Regions from separate parts of the Sus scrofa genome. Here region 1 is linked to region 2. Evidence: chromatin contacts called from public HiChIP or PLAC-seq data. All regions are on one chromosome and are shown on one strand. Each heading gives the region's core, a stretch centred on a gene start, on an enhancer-like site or on the middle of the called end of the contact. The rest is flanking DNA. Distances are from core to core; before and after follow the strand shown. Region 1 overlaps SERTAD2 (SERTA domain-containing protein 2). Region 2 has its middle 61 kb from the start of SERTAD2.

Region 1 (5,954 bases), core at 2,523-5,022, 180 kb after region 2:
TTTTGCTCTGTTGTATTTCACTCCTTTCTGTACCAGTGTAGGTAGAATTCTACATTCTGGATTACAAATCGGGATTGTGTGCATTTTGCAATCTTACTGGGTGTGTAGAGCCGGTCTTGCCTCATAAAATGAAACAGAAAAATGAAGGCAAACCTGCTTCGAGACATACTCTATCATGAGTCCTTATTTACACATTTGAGAAGCATCCAAGATTCAATTCATCTGCCTGTTTCTGCTCACAGATTTTGCTTACATGGGGCCCCCTCCTTCCCCTTCTAGACAGCATTACAAATGTCTTATCAGGCTTTCTCTAAGTCATTAGGATTATCACACAGCTGTGACCAGCTCAATCATTCTAATTGGAAATTAGGTGCTTCTCGCAGTGCAGTCTCTGAAAACTATCCACAGATCTCCCTCAGCTATGGGAATTCTGCTAAGTGCCTCTAGTAGCGTGTGCTTTTTAAATATTTGAGTTCTGTGGGCTTGGGGGTTATTTCTAGAGAAATGTGAGTTATTGAGAAAGTCCTGTTGTTTTTCCTGGCCTCAAGTCTTTAAAAGACAGCTCTCTGTGGATGACTAAAAGAAAGGAAAAGTCTACGTCGTCTTTCCTAAGTGTTACTTCTCCAGAAAACCCAGTACATGTTCAGAGTGGTAACGAGCTTACTAAATTGTTTTGAGGTGTGTATTTAGGTTACATTTTGGGACAGTGCTTCTCAAACTTTCTGTGATGAAGTACCGTCTTGGTTGTGTTTTCCTTCTTTAGAGACTGATACTTCAGTAAAACACGAGACTAGAAAAATGAAATCAGTACAAAGTAGGAGCCTCATTTTTAAAAGTCAGATTTGCAGAGATACAATTACTCTGTAAATCTGTTATAAAAAGCTTCTAAACAGTACAGTGTCTCTATTTACCTCATCATGAACTGGTAACAGTTTTTTGTTTGCTTGGTTTTTTTGTTTGTTTGTTTGTTTCTTTCTTTCTTTCTTTCTTTTTTGGCCCCCTTGTGGCACATGGAGTTCCCAGGCCAGAGACAAGTCAAAATTGTGACCTGCCTGGGATCCTTCATCCCACTGTGCCTGGCCAAGGTGCAAACCTGTATCCTGGTGCTGCAGAGACACCACCAATCAGGTTTTGCCAGAGCAGGGACTCCAGAACTAGTAACCGTTTACAGATTGGCTCCATCTATGGACTACACTTTGAGAAACACTATTTTGGGGGGGGGGCACATGTACTCTCACACATGTTTGGATGTATGGATACATTCATATTATAGCATAAACATTATATAGATTATATTGAAGCTTTAAATGATGATTAAATGCATTTGATGAGCTCTTTGGTAAAAATGGAGTATTTCTTGAAGTGACATTTAAATGCTTAAATTGTAAGCAAATGCACATTGTATAATTGTGAATACAGTTATCTGTTTCAAAACACAGTTGTCTGGTAAGACTTCTGATGCATAAAGTAGAAAGTGTTTTGTAACGTGAAATGAAATCGCCTCCTCTGATTCACACTCAGTTTTAAACGCAGGCAGATACTTTCGATAGGAAGTGTCGTATGCAAAGTGTATATACAAATGAGACTTTTAGCACTGAACAATAGGAAATGTTTCTGTCATGTGAAGCGTTAGATAAGCGAGTTGTTACTATCATACCTTCCTTGCCTCAGAGAACAGTTAATTATGGGATTGGTCTTTGGTCCTGGTGACTGACAGCCATTTTCTTAATGTTTACAAAATGAGGGGAAGTGTTTCCTACAAGTAACGCCACATTCTTTCTGAGTGTTAACAGAAGTCTCAAGCTGATTCTCACCTTGGTGGGCTGCAGCTGTCTTCTATCTTCTCTCCTGGAGACTGAGGCACAAAGGCAGTCACCCCAAGTCGGACTTGTGTGCCAGGCTCCGTGTCCACTGTCTGTCTGTCTGCCTGGAGGGACAGTATGGCCTTTCACAAAGCCTTGGAAGGAGGTTCTATGTTTTATTATGGTCGGCCTTATTCCTTTAGGATGAGACTCATAATTCTGAATGATAATGAGGCATAGGAGATGTTGAGCCCCTCGAAGACCAGGTTTTATTTCCCTGCAGGACTACCCACTTTGTGGCAGAGTGTCCAAGACAGCATGGATGCGGTATGAGTTAAAGGATCGAATGAGGCAATTCAGAAAAAGGCGGATCGCCTTTACAAGGAAACTAGATAACTACAAAGCGCTTTCTCTCTCTCTCTCTCTTTTTTTTTGCTTTCTAGGGCCACATCCTCGGCATATGGTAGTTCCCAGGCTAGGAGTCGAATCAGAGTTACAGCCGACAGCTTACGCCACAGCCACAACAACTCGGGATCCGTGCCTCATCTGCGACCTACACCACAGCTCACAGCAACACCGGATCCTTAACCCACTGAGCGAGGCCAGGGATCGAACCCGCAACCTCATGGATCCTAGTTGGATTTGTTAACCGCTGAGCCCCAAAGGGAACTCCCACAAATCACTTTCTTGTGTGTGACAATATCACAAGGAGTGAGTGTCCTTGAGGAGAGTGTTAACACGCGCGCCTGTGGGTAAGGGTTGTAGAGGAGCTGAGGGAGCAAGCACAGGCCTGGCCTAATTAGAACTGTCTCCCAGTCTGAATGACATACAGATCGCTTTGTTGACTAAATGGTTAGAAAGTGAGGTCTCTGAGGCAAAAGCCAGTGGACTTGTGATTGCTCTGTTTAGATAATAGAAGTTCAGAGAGGAACAGCCACTCTCCAGAAGGTACAGGCAGCTAGGGGTGTCCTCACTCAGGCCAGAGGACCCCAGGAGGCCACCAAGGCTGTGAGTGTCAGGTGAGGTGGGCAGGAGTTAAAATCCAGCCCATCCCTGAATTCTCAAAGTTGAGAAAAGAAAGTCGTTGGAGTTCCTGCTGTGGTGCCGTGGGATCAGCAGGGTCTCTTGCAGCATCAGGACACAGGTTCGATTCCCAGCCTGGCACATTGGGTTAAAGGATCCCCCCGCCCCTTGCCACAGCTGCAGTATTGGTCACAACTGCGGCTCAGATCTGATCTGTGGCCTGGGAACTCCATGTGCTGCTGGGTGTTCAAAAAGGTTTAAAGAAAAAAAAAAAAAAAGAGGTCTTTGTTTCTTTGAAATCCGTATGTATCTCTGGAATCACTGTAGGTATTTTGTTAGGAACTGTCTCGAGTACCCAAACAGCAATGCTTATAATCAGAGCAAATTTCTTTTAAATTAGTCCAGCTGCACTCAGACATGACTGTATGTAATGACATTGAGCCACAGGAAAACTTGGGCTGGAAATACACATTTCTCTCCTGGATTCTAGACTGAAAAGCAGTGGCAGCCCAATCACTGTGGCCATTTAACACAGCCCAAGTGCTTTGCCATGTCACCAAACAGCCAAAAGGCTCTATGCATTACAAGGAAGGAAAAGGCGTTTTGAAAGTACAGGCAGTTCTACCAAAATTGTACATGTTCCCCTTTCTCCAACTGGGTTCTTTTTATCATGCCGGGTGTGTTAAAGCTGTAGTCCATGATGCCTTTATGTGTATAGGTCATGGCATTGTAAGTATTTTCTTGGTCTTTAAAAATAAACCTGGGGTGGGAAGTTGAACCTGCATGGTAACCACAGGCAAGCAAATGCAAGCGCAGCAGCGGAGAAAGTCAAAATCACGGTTTCCATGGTAACGAGTAACTTGGCTGTGCAGTACACATTTCTCAAGAAATAACATTCAACAGACTACCGAGTGATAAAAATTGCTCCACCGGCACACAAAGGTAGATTTCCCAATGAATTCGTCTGTTGTAACCAGCCCTGGGCAGGGAACCCGAGTCCAAGTCCCGACCTCTGAATCAGCGTCTTGTTGATGGTGAAAATGAGTTTTTGTGGGATTGATTCCATCTCTTTCTTCTCTCCTTGGCAGATATATGTTGGGGAAAGGAGGAAAACGGAAGTTTGATGAGCATGAAGATGGGCTGGAAGGCAAAATCGTGTCCCCCTCCGACGGTCCGTCCAAGGTGTCTTACACCTTACAGCGCCAGACTATCTTCAACATTTCCCTTATGAAACTCTACAACCACAGGCCCCTCACAGAGCCCAGCTTGCAAAAGACTGTGCTCATCAACAACATGCTGCGGCGGATCCAGGAGGAGCTGAAGCAGGAAGGCAGCCTGAGGCCCGCGTTCCCCGCCTCCTCACCGCCTGACCCGAGGGGCGCCGGCTTGGGCGCTGGCTCCCGGGAGGCACCGCCTGCCTTCAGCGCCCCCGCGGCCCCGCCCGCGCCCCCCTGCGAGCTGGGCGGCCCCGCGCCCCTAGAGGCCTGCCTCACCCCTGCCTCGCTGCTTGAGGACTACGATGACACTTTTTGCACTTCCCCCGCCGCGCCGCCCGTGGCCCCCGCCCGACTCGCGCCTCCTGCCCTCCCGCCGGAAAAGGACAGCTTCTCCTCCGCCCTGGACGAGATCGAGGAGCTCTGTCCCACACCTACCTCCGCGGAGGCCGCGACGGACGGCTCGAAAGGGGGCTCCGGTGGGGCCGGCGCTCAGAGACCCGAGGGGGACTCCCGGCCCGACGACCCCAAACTGATGGACTCCCTGCCCGGCAACTTCGAGATCACCACGTCCACGGGGTTCCTGACGGACTTGACCCTGGACGACATCCTGTTTGCCGACATCGACACATCCATGTACGACTTTGACCCCTGCACGTCCGCATCGGGGACATCCTCGAAAATGGCCCCGGTGTCGGCGGACGACCTCCTCAAGACGCTGGCACCCTACAGCAGCCAGCCAGTCACCCCGAGCCAGCCTTTCAAGATGGACCTCACAGAGCTGGACCATATCATGGAGGTGCTGGTCGGGTCCTGAGCCCCGCGGCCGCGCCCCTGCACCCCGACAGCTCTCCGCACTGTGCATGCACCCTTGCTTGCCTTTTTCCAAGAAAAGAAACATTCTACAAAAGGATCACACTAGTTTTTGCTTTGAGCAGAGTTGGAGTGCCTTCATCCACGTATGACCACTTTTTAATATGCTCTTTTGAGTGGTTCCTCGGAGACCTACTACCCGGGAATAGGAAAGAATACATTTGAAGACAATGTCGCTATATTGAATGACAAAAATAAACAGTTCAAGTGAAGCACAAGGAATAAGTTGGAAAAGTTGTAAATTGCATGTGCATATTTGTCTATTTTTTCTATAAGTTTTATTGCAAGAGGTAAAAAAAGAAAATATATATATATTATTTAGATAATCTCAGTACCTTTTCTGGCATTTTCGCCCTGTATAGGTTGACTTGGCAATTCAGCCTTTTTAGAGGCATTAACTACTCCTCGTAAGTGTTGCATTTACATGGCTGTTTAGAAACTGCTGCCCAAATTTATTTTATATTTTTGTACAGATTCCGCAGTTTATGATATTGTTTTTCTAAAAACAAATGCTGTTTATACATATGAGATAGCTATTTTGATAGGATTTGCTCACATAGTTCCTGCAAACTTCAGATGTACAAGTTGCACTTGTACTTTTATAGAGTTGTAATGTTTTATATGTGTTTGGTGCAAAGAGAAAATTGGATCAAATCAATCCGCAGTTGATGTCCCCAAATGCAAACACCCCCCCACACACACGCCCCCACACACACCGCTTTAAGAAGGGCCAGGCGATATCACACCCAGATTTCACAAGCACCGACCCCCTGGCATGAACACCCGCCAGCACTGTGACTTCCAAAGCCAGAGCCACTCTCATCAAACTTGCATTAAGCAGTTGGCGGGAGGTGGCCATGGAGCTCGGGGTTTAAGTGATGGTTCTCTTTAGCCCTCTCTCCGGAGGGGACGGCTACCACGTACTCACTGTATTTATGCCAAGTCTGTGCTTTTACTTGTTTTTATTTTTTTAAACAAACAAAACCCCAGCTCTTTCCTTTTGGGCATAATTTTTGTGATGACCTGAAATTTACACATGAAT
Region 2 (5,435 bases), core at 1,720-4,219:
GTGCCCTGCAAAAAATGCTGCACTGTCCTTTACCACAACACAGTGTCAGTAGATTGGCTTTACTCTCCACGGATGAGTGGAGCCAAGTTTGGTTTGGTAACATCACTGCTAACATCCCACAGGCCAAATCAAGTTACTAGGCCAAGTCTACTCTGGTCATAGTAGGAGGGGGAAAGGAGGAATAGTTGTGCAATGATAATTCTAACTATCACAGATATGATAATACCTGCTGCTACACTGTGTGTCCCCCAAATTCATAATGCAAACTTAATTCCTCATGCGAAGGTATTTGGAGGTAAGCCTTCTGGAAGTGATTAGGTCATGGGGGTGAAGCCCTCATAAATGGGATTACTGCCCATATAAATGGGGCCCAAGAGACCCAGAGAGCTTCCTCTCCCCTTCTGCCATGTAAGGACATTGGGAAAAGACAGCCATCTATGAACAAGGAAGAGGGATGCCACCAGACACCAAATCTGGTGGAGTGATATCCATTTAAGGAAATTATATATATATATATATATATATATATATATATATATATATATATGTTTTTTTTTGTTTTTTTTTTTTTTTGTCTTTTCTAGGGCCGCACCCCCAGCATATGGAGTTCCCAGGCTAGGGGTCCAATTGGAGGTATAGCCACTGGCCTATGCCAGAGCCACAGCAACGCGGGATCCGAGCCGCGGCTGCAACCTACACCACAGCTAATGGCAAGGCCGGATCCCCAACCCACTGAGTGAGGCCAGAGATCAAACCCCCAACCTCATGGCTCCTAGTTGGATTTGTTAACCACTGAGCCATGACGGAAACTTAAGGAAATAAAAATTTAATATTTATTTTCTGACCTTGTCCTGTCTGGTTATTATTTTTTCTCATGCTTTCTCTCTGTGGAGGTTCTGTCCCATCATGAAACTGCCACTCAACCTCTCACTCTTTTTCTTTTGGCTTTTTAGGGCCAAACCTGCAGCATATGGAAGTTCCCGGGCTAGGGGTCAAAATCTGAGCTACAGCTGACAGCCTACACCACAGCCACAGCCATGCAGGATACGAGATGTGTCTGCAACCTACACCACAGCTCACAGCAACACCAGGTCCCCAACCTACTGAGCAAGACCAGGGATTGAATCCACGTCCTCATGGATATTAGTTGGATTCACTTCTGCTGAGCCACAATGGGAACTCCAACCTCTCACTCTTTTGTGGGGTCATTATTCTGCTGATCATGTGGTCCAAACCAGTGACAGGGACAGCCGAGGCTCAAGGGGAGAGAAGCAGACTCCACAATTTCATGGGAGGAGTTTCTGCCATGGCACGGCAGAAACGAATCCGACTAGGAACCATGAGGTTTCAGGTTCAATCCCTGGCCTTGCTCAGTGGGTTAAGGATCCAGCGTTGCCGTGAACTGTGGTGTAGGTCGCAGACGCGGCTTGGATCTGGCGTTGCTGTGGCTATGGTATAGGCCAGCAGCTATAGCTCCAATTGGACCCCTAGCCTGGGAACCTCCATATGCCGCAGGTGTGGCCCTAAAAAAAAAAAAAATTGATGGGAGAAATAACAAAGCTGTTGTGGTACTTTAACCCAATACAATACACATCCACTCATGCAGTCTGCACCCCAACCCCACAAGGTGGGTACTGTATTACCCACATTTGAAAGTAGGAAACAGAACAGAGATGTTACAAACTTGGCTAAAGCTAGTCAGCTGGTCAACAAGAAAGCTGTAATTCCAATCTAAGCTGTTTGGAAGCAGGGCCAGAGCACCCATTTTGCCTGGTACTCAGCCAATTTCATTTTCTCCTTCCCTATTGATCCCGTTTCTTCAGCTACTTAAGGGCAGGAAACTGGCACATCTTGTACCCCACTAGGTACAGGCTTCTCACACATACACTCACAGGCACATAAGGACTTGTGGTAAAGTGTCCTTGAAAAAATACGTGGTGGAGTGATACTCATTTAAGGAAATATAAATCAGTTTTGGTTTTCTGACCATGTCCTGTCTGGTAATGAAAGTTTTCTCATGATTTCTTTCATTATTTTAATTTCTTTGCTTTTCTTTTTATGGCCACACTTGAGCCATACAGAAGTTCCCAGGGCCAAGGGTCATATTGGAGCTGTAGCTGCCGGCCTGTGCCACAGACACAACAACGTAGGATTTGAGCCATGTCTGTGACCTACACCGCAGCTTGCAGCAATGCTGGATCCTTACTTACCCCACTGAGCAAGGCCAGGGATCGAACCCACATCCTCAGGGATACTACTTGGATTCTTTTTTTTTTTTTTTTTTTTGTCTTTTGTCTTTGTTGTTGTTGTTGTTGTTGCTATTTCTTGGGCCGCTCCCGCGGCATATGGAGATTCCCAGGCTAGGGGTTGAATCGGAGCTGTAGCCACCGGCCTACGCCAGAGCCACAGCAACGCAGGATCCGAGCTGCGTCTGAGACCTACACCACAGCTCACGGCAACGCCGGATCGTCAACCCACTGAGCAAGGGCAGGGACCGAACCCGCAACCTCATGGTTCCTAGTCGGATTCGTTAACCACTGCGCCACGATGGGAACTCCATGGATTCTTAACCCACTGACCCACAACAGGAACTCCCTCATGATTTCTTTCTACAGAGGTTCTGACCTGTCCCTGGAAGGGCCACCCAGCTTCTATATTTTTTTGGTCTTTCGACTCAAACTCATTTCTGGCTGCTAGTCTTTTATTCTCAGTAATGTGTCCAGGGTTCCCCACTCCCACTGCAGGCCCAGACTGGCCTCCCAGTATGAACACTCTGCTCTGCCTCCACTGGGGCTTCATAGATATATGTGGCAAGTTACAAAACTGTGCCCAGCGGGAGTGGAGGTAGCAGCTTTCCAAATCAGGATCTTGTCTATTATAATGCATTTGAACTTAGGTGGGTTTTTTAATCCCTGTATGTGGAACACTGCTCCAAGAACTGGCCTGTAGTCCTGGGTGTGACACATTAGCTTACATAATCACTTAACTGGAGCCACTTCCCACACCATGACCTGTGAGAAGAGTCTAAGGTCAAGACAGACTTGGAGATAGAAATGGATGCATGCCTTGTAAACAAAGTAATAATTTTAGATTCATTCACTTGTCCAAGAAATACATACTTGAGTACTTGTTATGAGCCAGTCACTGTGCTGGGCACAGAGGACAAAGATGAATAAATTAGATGTAGGAGTAAAAATTCTTGCCCTCCAGGAGCCCACAGTTCATTGTAACAGTTATTACCTACATTTTATACTTGGCCATATAAAGTCTAAAGATGTTAACCACTATATATGTTCACCAATGAGGCAAGGTTTTTCCCCCCTAAAATTATTGCCCCCACCCCCCAAAGAGGAGAATATTTTATTTTGGGATCTGAAAATGAAAAATGCACTCTTATGTGCCTCCTTTCCTACCAACACTTAATACTTCTGGTACTTCTGGTTACCAGATGTGAGGGTTTTTGACACATCAAGCAATTCTGTGACACCAGCTGGGTGCCTAAAATTCAACTCAATTCTGACATTACTGGGGAACAGATCTCACAGGTTAAGAGCTCAACCTCAAGACTGCCCCCAGTTCAGATGCCAATGGCAAATCTAGGTAGTCACCTGTGCTTCTGACCAACTGTTTATAAATCAGAGGTTTCGGAGTTCCCGTCGTGGCGCAGTGGTTAACGAATCTGACTAAGAACCATGAGGCTGCGGGTTCGATCCCTGCCCTTGCTCAGTGGGTTAACGATCCGGCGTTGCCGTGAGCTGTGGTGTAGGTTGCAGATGCGGCTCGGATCCTGCGTTGCTGTGGCTCTGGCATAGGCTGGAAGCTACAGCTCCGATTCAACCCCTAGCCTGGGAACCTCCATATGCCACGGGAGCGGCCCAAAGAAATAGCAAAAAGACAAAAAAAAAAAAAAAAAAAACAACAGGAAAAAAAAAATACAAATCAGAGGTTTCCAAGACCCCTTCCTTGGCTTCCATTATTTTGCTAGAGCGACTCAAGGAACTCAGGAAAATACTTACTAGATCACCCATTTATTATAAAAGGGATATAACTCAGGAACAGACAAATGGAAAGATGCATAGGGCCAGTTACATGGGAAGGGGCACCAGAGGCTCCATGCCCTCTCTGGGGGTGTGCCACTCATGGCTTCATTACATATGCATATTTGATCAATGACTATAACCTTCAGCTCCTCTCCCTTCCTCAGAGGTCAAACTGGTGGGAGTGAAAATTTCATCTCCTAATCCCAAGGTTGGCTCCCCTAGCAACTAACCCCCATCCTTAGGTTATTTTGGGGCTTTCCAAAAATCAGCTCATTAACATAACTCAAGTGTGTCTGAAAGGGGCTTATTATAGGAATAACAAAAGATACCCATTTCACCTTTACAGCTATTATCACTTGTGAAATTCCAAGGGTTTCAGGAGCTCTGAGCCAGAAATGGGAACAAAGACCAAATATATATTTCTTAACATAAATCACAATATTACAGGGTCCTTGCAATGCCTCTCATGTTACACAATGCTTTCTAAATTCTTAGCTTTGGAAGCTTTGGGAGATCACTAACTCAGTACAAAAGTAGGTGAGAAAATGTAACACAGATTTGTTAGTTATTCCTGAGGATGTGACTTCACATTTGCAATGCTGGAAGTTGCTATAAACAAGCCTTTTATGATCACTTTAAAAAGCAGAACAGTGAGTAGTTATGTTGGAGAGACCAGTGAAAGCATGAACTGACTAATGCTATTCAAATGGGCACTTTGCGGTTTGGGATAAAATTTCCAGGGAAAGCATCCCATAAAAGTTTCAAGAGAAGCTCCAACAATCCAGATGGAAGGGAGAATGCCTAATAAATGAGTCTAGTCATAGTGATAACCACTCTGATGACCAAGAGGTGCGTGAAGAGTTTAGGCTTTTTTAATGAAATATGAGAGTGGGGGGAAAAAAGCCATTATTTATAAATTAACTTTTTATATTGTATAAATAGTATTAAACATGTATGTATAACTAAATTCATAGATTGAAAAAGCACATCACAATTTTATCTATCTCACTAAAAGTTTTATGCGCTTAGGTTGACCAAAACATTACGAGAGTTTGCCCTGTTGGAAAGTTTAGTGCTGCCTTAGGTTTGGTGCCATCTTCTACTTGGGCACATGTGTTGCCCAAAGTCAAACAATTAGGAGGAACAGAGCCAGATCTGTCTGACCCACCCACGTTTGCCTTAATTCCTCCATCAGACCATTTCCTTCATAAAATCTGAGACAATGGTCCCTGTCCCCACTGTCCATCTATTTCATTCCATTTCAATTCAGAGCATTTATTGAGCCCCCAATATAATGGAGAAATGGCTTTTCAAGTCTGTAAATCGCTTTTAGTACTGAATTAAAGGAGAAGACACTGACATTTTGCTGAAGATTGAGGAAAAAGAGTAGTTTTG

Evidence for each region. HiChIP or PLAC-seq counts read pairs in DNA pulled down with a chosen protein or histone mark.
Region 1: an H3K27ac HiChIP or PLAC-seq map of alveolar macrophages shows a contact between it and region 2. The contact joins two enhancer-like sites. A contact is called at or near these places in 1 of 47 Hi-C or Micro-C datasets (embryonic fibroblasts) and 2 of 2 datasets of contacts at active chromatin or transcription factors (alveolar macrophages and skeletal muscle).

What each region holds. Positions count from the first base shown.
Region 1 is chr3:77,308,224-77,314,177 of Sscrofa11.1, forward strand. It overlaps SERTAD2 (SERTA domain-containing protein 2), which reads left to right. Exons shown (of 2, transcript XM_005662514.3): 2 at 3,914-5,954. The coding sequence starts at 3,918. The coding sequence ends at 4,856. Among named protein-coding and RNA genes, the nearest start is that of AFTPH, 110 kb to the right of the region's middle. Within about 2 kb of position 3,773, at least 9 of the 83 cell types and tissues checked have an H3K27ac peak or open chromatin away from gene starts, as enhancers often do. A contact at or near this core is called in alveolar macrophages, where this site is marked.
Region 2 is chr3:77,128,807-77,134,241 of Sscrofa11.1, forward strand. No RefSeq gene overlaps it. Among named protein-coding and RNA genes, the nearest start is that of SERTAD2, 61 kb to the right of the region's middle. Within about 2 kb of position 2,970, at least 1 of the 83 cell types and tissues checked has an H3K27ac peak or open chromatin away from gene starts, as enhancers often do. A contact at or near this core is called in alveolar macrophages, where this site is marked.